Linked DNA regions of Canis lupus: region 2 is linked to region 1. A link is a contact called in public Hi-C data. All regions are on one chromosome and are shown on one strand. Each heading gives the region's core, a stretch centred on a gene start, on an enhancer-like site or on the middle of the called end of the contact. The rest is flanking DNA. Distances are from core to core; before and after follow the strand shown.

Region 1 (3,031 bases), core at 383-2,882:
GGGCTTGCTCGCCCAGCCAGACGGACAGCTCCAGTCCCCGGGAGCCCGCGTCTCCCCACGAGTGCAGACAGGGAAACTGAGCCTAGAGAGGAACAAAGACACCCACGGACGGCTAGGACAAGGGTTTGGGGCGAGAAGCTCGAACAAATCTTTCCCGGATCCAGCCTGCGGACTCTCTCGGGTTTCCCCTGGGGCGGTCCCCAGATAATAATAGATAACATTTGTTGAAGGCTTTACGGGCATAAACTCACTGAATTCCCACAAGACAAAGAAGGCAGGTAAGATCCCACCCCCACCCCCCATTTTACAGGTGAGGAAACTGACGTCTCATGTTTGAAAAGAAACCACCTGTCCAGCCTCACTGCAAATAAAGACGCCGAGCCCAGATTTCCCCAGTCTGTGCCCTTGGCCTAGGATCCAAACCAGCCACCCAGCCGCGGTGGCACTTTATCTCTGGAGTTTGCCCTGGTGCGCCCTTGCCCCCCCCCCGCCCCCCGCCAACCCCGCCCCGCCTCCAGGGCAGATCTCCACGGCCCTCGAGCCCCCGGGTAACCCGCATGACAAAGGAGCTTGGGCGCTGGTTGCTTTCCGAGGGCAGGCAGCCGAAGGGACGGAGGAGGGGAAACCTGTCCTGAAAAGTTCCAGTGCTACCCTGGGAGCGCATCCCCTCGGGCAGACACCCGCACGCGTGTCTCCGGGCAGTCCCAGACAGGGCACACCAGGGTGCTGCTAACCCCAGCCCTGGCCCTGCCGCGAGCGCTATGTGACCTCCAGTCAGCCGCTTCTCCCAGTCCCAGCTGACGTCTTAGAGCTCCTGGCGCCTGCAGAGTCGTCTAATTCCTCCTGACTAAACAAGACTTTTCGGGGATGCCTGCGACGCCCATCAGAGGGCAAAGATCTGTACACCCGCGAATGCGCTTTAATAGAGGAAGACCATGTGGCCTTAGCCTGACCGTAGACAGCGAAAAACTAAAATTATACTGAGCCGGGGAGTACAGTGGGGGACACCGCGGGAAAGGGTCTCCTAATCCCAGGCTATCCTGGGGCGCGCCCCATACCCCGCCCTTGGCCCTTCCCCCACCAACCTCCTACCGTCTCGCTTGGAGTAGGATCAGCGAAGGGCCCCCGCCCCTGCTGCGGAAAGGGGGCCCAGGAATCGAGAAGGGAGCAACCGGATTGTTTAGAAATTAGCATCTCTTCAGTAGTGCAGACTCAAAAAGAAGAAACTGAGGCCTGCGAGGTTTTGGCGGAGGGAGGGAGACGCAGGCCTACTTGCTCCCGGAAGGTAGGATAAGGAAAGGGAAGTTTAGCAGAGGAGCTCGAGATGCCCGGGTCACAGAAAGTTCGCACTTGCATGTTCTCTGAAGCACACTCCATTAGTTATTTACTCACCGTTCGACCCTTCGAGGTCTTTGTCGGCCGTCGAGATGCGAGATGAGGGTGATGTGAGCGTGCAACTTTGTATAAAGAGTGGCTGCATATTTGTGGGCCTGGGTAGTGCGAGTGTGCCAGGGAGAGCGCGCACTTGGTCGAGCAGGATTGTTGCACGCAAGCGTGAGTACACGTGAGCCTGTGTAGAGTGGGTGCATGTGTTACGTGGAGACGTGTGTCATACATGTGAGTGGGTGTGCGTGTCGAGGAACACTATGTGTGCAGGAGCATCGTACACTTTTGTGCGAGCCTGAGCTCACACGTGGTTCGTTTGTCCATGTGTGCATGTGAAACCTAGCCAAGAAGTCCCCAAAATCTCAGGTCCCGTGAGAGGAAAGGAAAGGCGCAGGCAGGTGTGCGGACCGGGCTCCCCAAGGCGGGAGGCGACACTGCTGCTCCTTGCGCCTGCGGGGAGCGGGGAGCCTTCCACGGGGCGCGCCCGGCGCGGAGGGTGAGCGCCCGGCCCGGCTGCGGGCTGGAGAGGCCGGTTCCCACCCGGGCGCGCCAATTACCGGGACCGCGCTCGCAGGGGTCCCTGCTGGGCAGCTCCCAGCTCCTAATTGTTCCTCGCGGACAGTTTCTGATTATTGATGCCGTGTGTCCCGAAAGAGACCGCTTCCGGGTTATTTGCTTATGTTTGTATCATCTCCATCACCGTCACGACTTGGTGGCTGATGAAGATGGTGCCACAGCCACCGACACAGCCCTCCCCGCCTCTCGGAGGCCGCCCGCGCGCCGCCGAGTCCTCCCTTACATGGAGCCACAGCGCCACCTCGCGATCCCCAGCCTCCCTCCCGTCGCTGCCTCCCGGGGCAGAGCCTTTCCCGGCGCAGCCCCCCCAGATTCCCAGTACCGGTTGGTTTTCCATTCGCTCTCGCCGCTCCTCTTTCCCCCGCACTGGAACGTTCCACTCCGCTGGAGCCCTGAGATTCCGCAAACACACCTCGCTGAGCGCGTCCGGACACGACCAGAATGCCCACCCCCCGGTCCACCTGGAGAAATTCTGCTGTCTCTAAAAGCACGAGCCCAAAGTTCACTTCCTTCACGAAACCTTTGCAAACCCGGCCTGTGCAGTCATTCGTGCCGGTCCCTGATTTCTCTGGTGCTCTTATCACATTGGACAGGAAATCTTGTTCAAGTATCTCTTTCCCCTCCCTGATCAGGGAGCTCACCTACAGTATTTTCTGCGTCTTAGCAACGATAATAACAATAAAACCTGGTGTTAACGAATGCACTAAGGATGCTCTAAGGAGCATCTCATGAATGCAATGTGCTATGCCACCCACTTTACTCATTATCTCGCTTAATTTTCCCAGCATAACTGTGGAGTAAACATCAATATAAATTCCCCAGTTTCCAGATGAGGCTAGACCGTTCCTGTCTAAGGTTGCTTTGCAGAGCCCAACCCAAGTCTGCCTGTCTGATATGTCTTAATCTCTCTCTCTCTCTCTTTTTTTAACCTCTATGCCTTGCAGACTTACTCGGCTTTATAGCCACAGGCTTTAAGACAGGACCAGGCACAGAGTGGGCATTGATATATTTACGAATAAGTGTACCACGGCCAATATAATTTTTTTTCTTCTCCAGGAGAGTTGAGCTA
Region 2 (3,416 bases), core at 251-2,750, 840 kb before region 1:
GGGATGCTTGAGTGAGGAGCTGTTTCTTAATTAATTTAGCATAATGGCAGGTATACAGCATGTACTCAATACATGTGAAAGGAAGGAAGGAGGAAGAAACAATTGGGAAAAAAGGAAAGAATAGCAAATATTGCCACAGGATTCCAGAGGTGGCCCGAGCAGTTCTGCAGATGTATCTTTAAAACATTCTATTGTGTTTGTTAAGGGGGAATCACCCGGAGTTCCCTAACATCAGGGAGAGCTTGTTGGTTCACCTAGAACTTCCTTGCCTTTTCTAGGAACAAAGACCAAAACCAGAAACTAAGTTAGGCACTGGAGAAATAGGGATGGTTGGAAATGGACTCAAATCTCCAACGAAGTGAAGGGCTAACTTGTTATTCCAGACCATTTGGGATTTCACTGGCTGACAGAAAGAGAAGCTGGGAGCCTGAGAGCCTGGGGTTGGGAGGTTAGTTTTTTTCTCAGCTCCTAGCTAAGGGTTTGGCATTTCACCTGCTAGATGGCGCTGTCCTCTAAGGAAAGACACCGGCTCTGCTCCACCGGGGCTCAGTCCAGGAAACAGGAACAACCCAAGTTGAGGAGACCTGATGGACAAGATGTAGAGGGGCTGGAACACAACCCTTTCCCGACAGCAACATCTCCTTTTGTGGTGGTTCTAGTTTCCTTTATAGTTCTTATTGCAGTGTGTGTGTTTCACACACTCTATCTGAAAAGTCACAGGGCCTTTTGCTCCCCCAAAAAGTAAGAAGTGTGTGTGTGTGTGTGTGTGTGTGTGTGTGTGTGCATTGTGAGGAGGGCTGGCATGGTGTCACTGAGCTTCTGCCCCAAGACTGCAACTTACAAATGACATGTCCCAGCTCTGGTCTTTGACCTTGACTTGAATGAGATTGGTTGGAAAAAGACAATGCTTTCTCCATTCTGTTCACCAAGCTGGACCCTTCAGATTCCTGGTGGCTTTCTTTACTTGGAAGCCTTCTCACTTGGCTCCAATCTGTGGGGGCAAACTGCATGTGAGGACCGAGCCTCCCTTTCCACGGGCAATGTTAGCGTTAGACTGACAGGCTGGCTTCATCCGGGTCGGCATGTGAAATCAGGGCCGCAGCCTGCAACTACTCCCACTCTATCAGCAGCCAGAAGGAAGGAAAACAAAGATAAGGGGGGGATGGAAACCAGGAGGGGACACAAGAGGAGGGAGAGGAGGGCTGAGAAAAGACAGGAGACAAGGGAACAAAGACCAGAGGTGAAGGGTGAAGGGGGTGGGGAAGGGCAAGAGGGACATGAGGGACCAGGTGTCCAGAAAGAAAGGGCAGGGCCATATAGAGGAGCTGTGGTGCAGGAGAAAGGGTGGACCAGGGGGTGGGGGGAAGGGGAAGACAAGGCAGCTGCAGTGGAGCTTTCAAGTCTGTGCTAAAGCCGGGAAACTGCACAGGCAGGGGAAGCAGGCTGTGCCAGGCAAACAGGAAAACAGAGGGAGAGGAAGTCTAGTCATTAGAGAGAACCTGACCAAGGGCCTGAAAGGAGGGGAAGACCGCTGCGATGTGGACATTGCAGAAAAGCAAGGCAGGAGACAGTGGCAAGGAAGCTTTGAAGCAGAAGGGTGGAAGCAAGGGAGGCAGAGAGCAGAGCAGCCAGGACATGGGAGAAGCGAAACTCAGCACAAGTGAGAGTGAGGGAACAGGGAAGGAACCATTAAAAGAATGCTTACCTTATAGTCATAAAACCTGGAATGTGTGTGTTTTGGCCTGTGGCCATTGTCCAGGAAACACAGTGTGGCTTTTAAGAAAATTGCGGAGTGGTTGGTCCATACACTGGTTGCTTGCCCTGGTCTGCTGCTTTGAAATGCAGCTGCTCTGAGCTGCCCACTTGGTGGCTGGCAGCTTGCTATGGGGGACATCAGATGGAACCTGCTGTCTGTACCGAGGGACATTCCTGCTCGATTTATGGTGCTCTAAGTTCAGAGGCACCAGCTACTCTTCCAGGGCAATTGCTCCCCTTTGGGGGCTAAGAGTTGAGGTGTGTATCATGCAGGTGACCTGCTTGCCATCTCCAGAATCAATGGTTCCTTTGAGGATGTTTCTTGGTGGGACTGGCTGTGGGAGGCCAGGGGGAGGACGTGTTGAAGACAATGCAGGATGGATGTTAAGGGAAGGCCTTGGCAGTCTGACAGCCATAATTTGGTTTCTAGTTTTTACCATTTTATTGTGTAAACTAGGAACCTCAGCTACTCGTCTGTACAATTGGGCTCATGGTCACAGTGATCTCATAGGGCTCTGATGGCACCTAAAGGAGATGATCCATGCAGCTAGCAGAGTGGCTAGCTCATAATAATGTTCACTAAATGCTAGTTGTTCTTTGTATTATTATTCAAGATCAGATAACCCTGTGTGTGTGTGTGGGGGGGGGGTGTGTTTTGGGGTATCAGTCCTTGAATGCAGAATAAGGGGCTTAGCTTTGAAGGTATTTTAGCGAGGGTCTGTGAAGATAGATCTAGCAGCGACATGTGTACTGCTTTGAAGAGTAGTGGAGGCCATTTTAGTGACCAAAGCATGCCTGAGATAGTAAGAAACTGGACTAGGGATTGGGGGAGCTGAAAAAAATGTAAAGGGTATTTTAAGAAGCAGCCCCCAAACTAAAGATCTTTATGATGAACAGGAGGTGGGAAAGGGACATTTTAAATATGACTCCGAGGTTTGTGGGCCTAGAACAAGGTCAGAGGGAGCTCTCAAGCTAAGAATGATTTTTTATGTTTTTAAAAGATTGTAAAAAACAAAAATGAAAACAAAGAAGGACATGTGACAAAGACCATATGCAGTCTGCAAAGCCCAAAATATTTACTATGTAACCCTTTATAGAGTTACCCCCACTTCTGGCCTGGCCTAGGGTATCAGAAGAAGACTCTGCTCCCAAATTGGGAAGCCTGGAGGGGTTTTAGACAGAATGCAATGTCCCCAGAAAATTAGAGCATTGGAACTAAAGCAGGAGTGAGGTTGTGTGGATAATATAATGATTTAAGAATCACATATTCATTCCATAAATATTTTTTGAATGTGAGCTCAGAAGACAGACAGATGGTTGAGTCCCAGCTCCATCTTCCTACCTGTGACCCTTACTAGGTTTCCAACCTCTGTGTGTCTCAGTTTCCCCATTTGTGAAATAGAGATGATAACTCTGCTTACCTTCCAGAATTGTTTTTGGAGGGTCATGTGTTATAAGACTTGTAAAGCATTTAAACAGTGTCTGGCACACCACCTGCAAGAAACACCGGCTTTTGCTGTTGCTGAGAACGTAGAGGCCCAGAAATGGAAATGAACATGGCGTAGGCTAAGCAACAGTAAAATGGTGGACTGGTTTGGTAAATAAGCAATTTGGCAAATAAAATTTGGTCAATAAACAAATATCACTTGTAATTATTACCA

What was found. Hi-C and Micro-C count contacts between places; a contact is called where the count stands out from the background.
Region 2: a contact with region 1 is called in a Hi-C map of amygdala, with 7 times the contacts expected there. The contact joins the enhancer-like site here to the promoter of EBF1 in region 1. A contact is called at or near these places in 3 of 9 Hi-C or Micro-C datasets (amygdala, blood and skin fibroblasts).

Annotation. Positions count from the first base shown.
Region 1 is chr4:52,258,169-52,261,199 of UU_Cfam_GSD_1.0, reverse strand. EBF1 (transcription factor COE1) reads right to left here and starts at 1,632. Exons shown (of 17, transcript XM_038534891.1): 1 at 1,393-1,632. The coding sequence starts at 1,617. The region is part of intron 1 of LOC111095570 (a long non-coding RNA gene); the gene reads left to right.
Region 2 is chr4:53,102,130-53,105,545 of UU_Cfam_GSD_1.0, reverse strand. No RefSeq gene overlaps it. Among named protein-coding and RNA genes, the nearest start is that of CLINT1, 230 kb to the left of the region's middle. Within about 2 kb of position 1,500, at least 6 of the 20 cell types and tissues checked have an H3K27ac peak or open chromatin away from gene starts, as enhancers often do.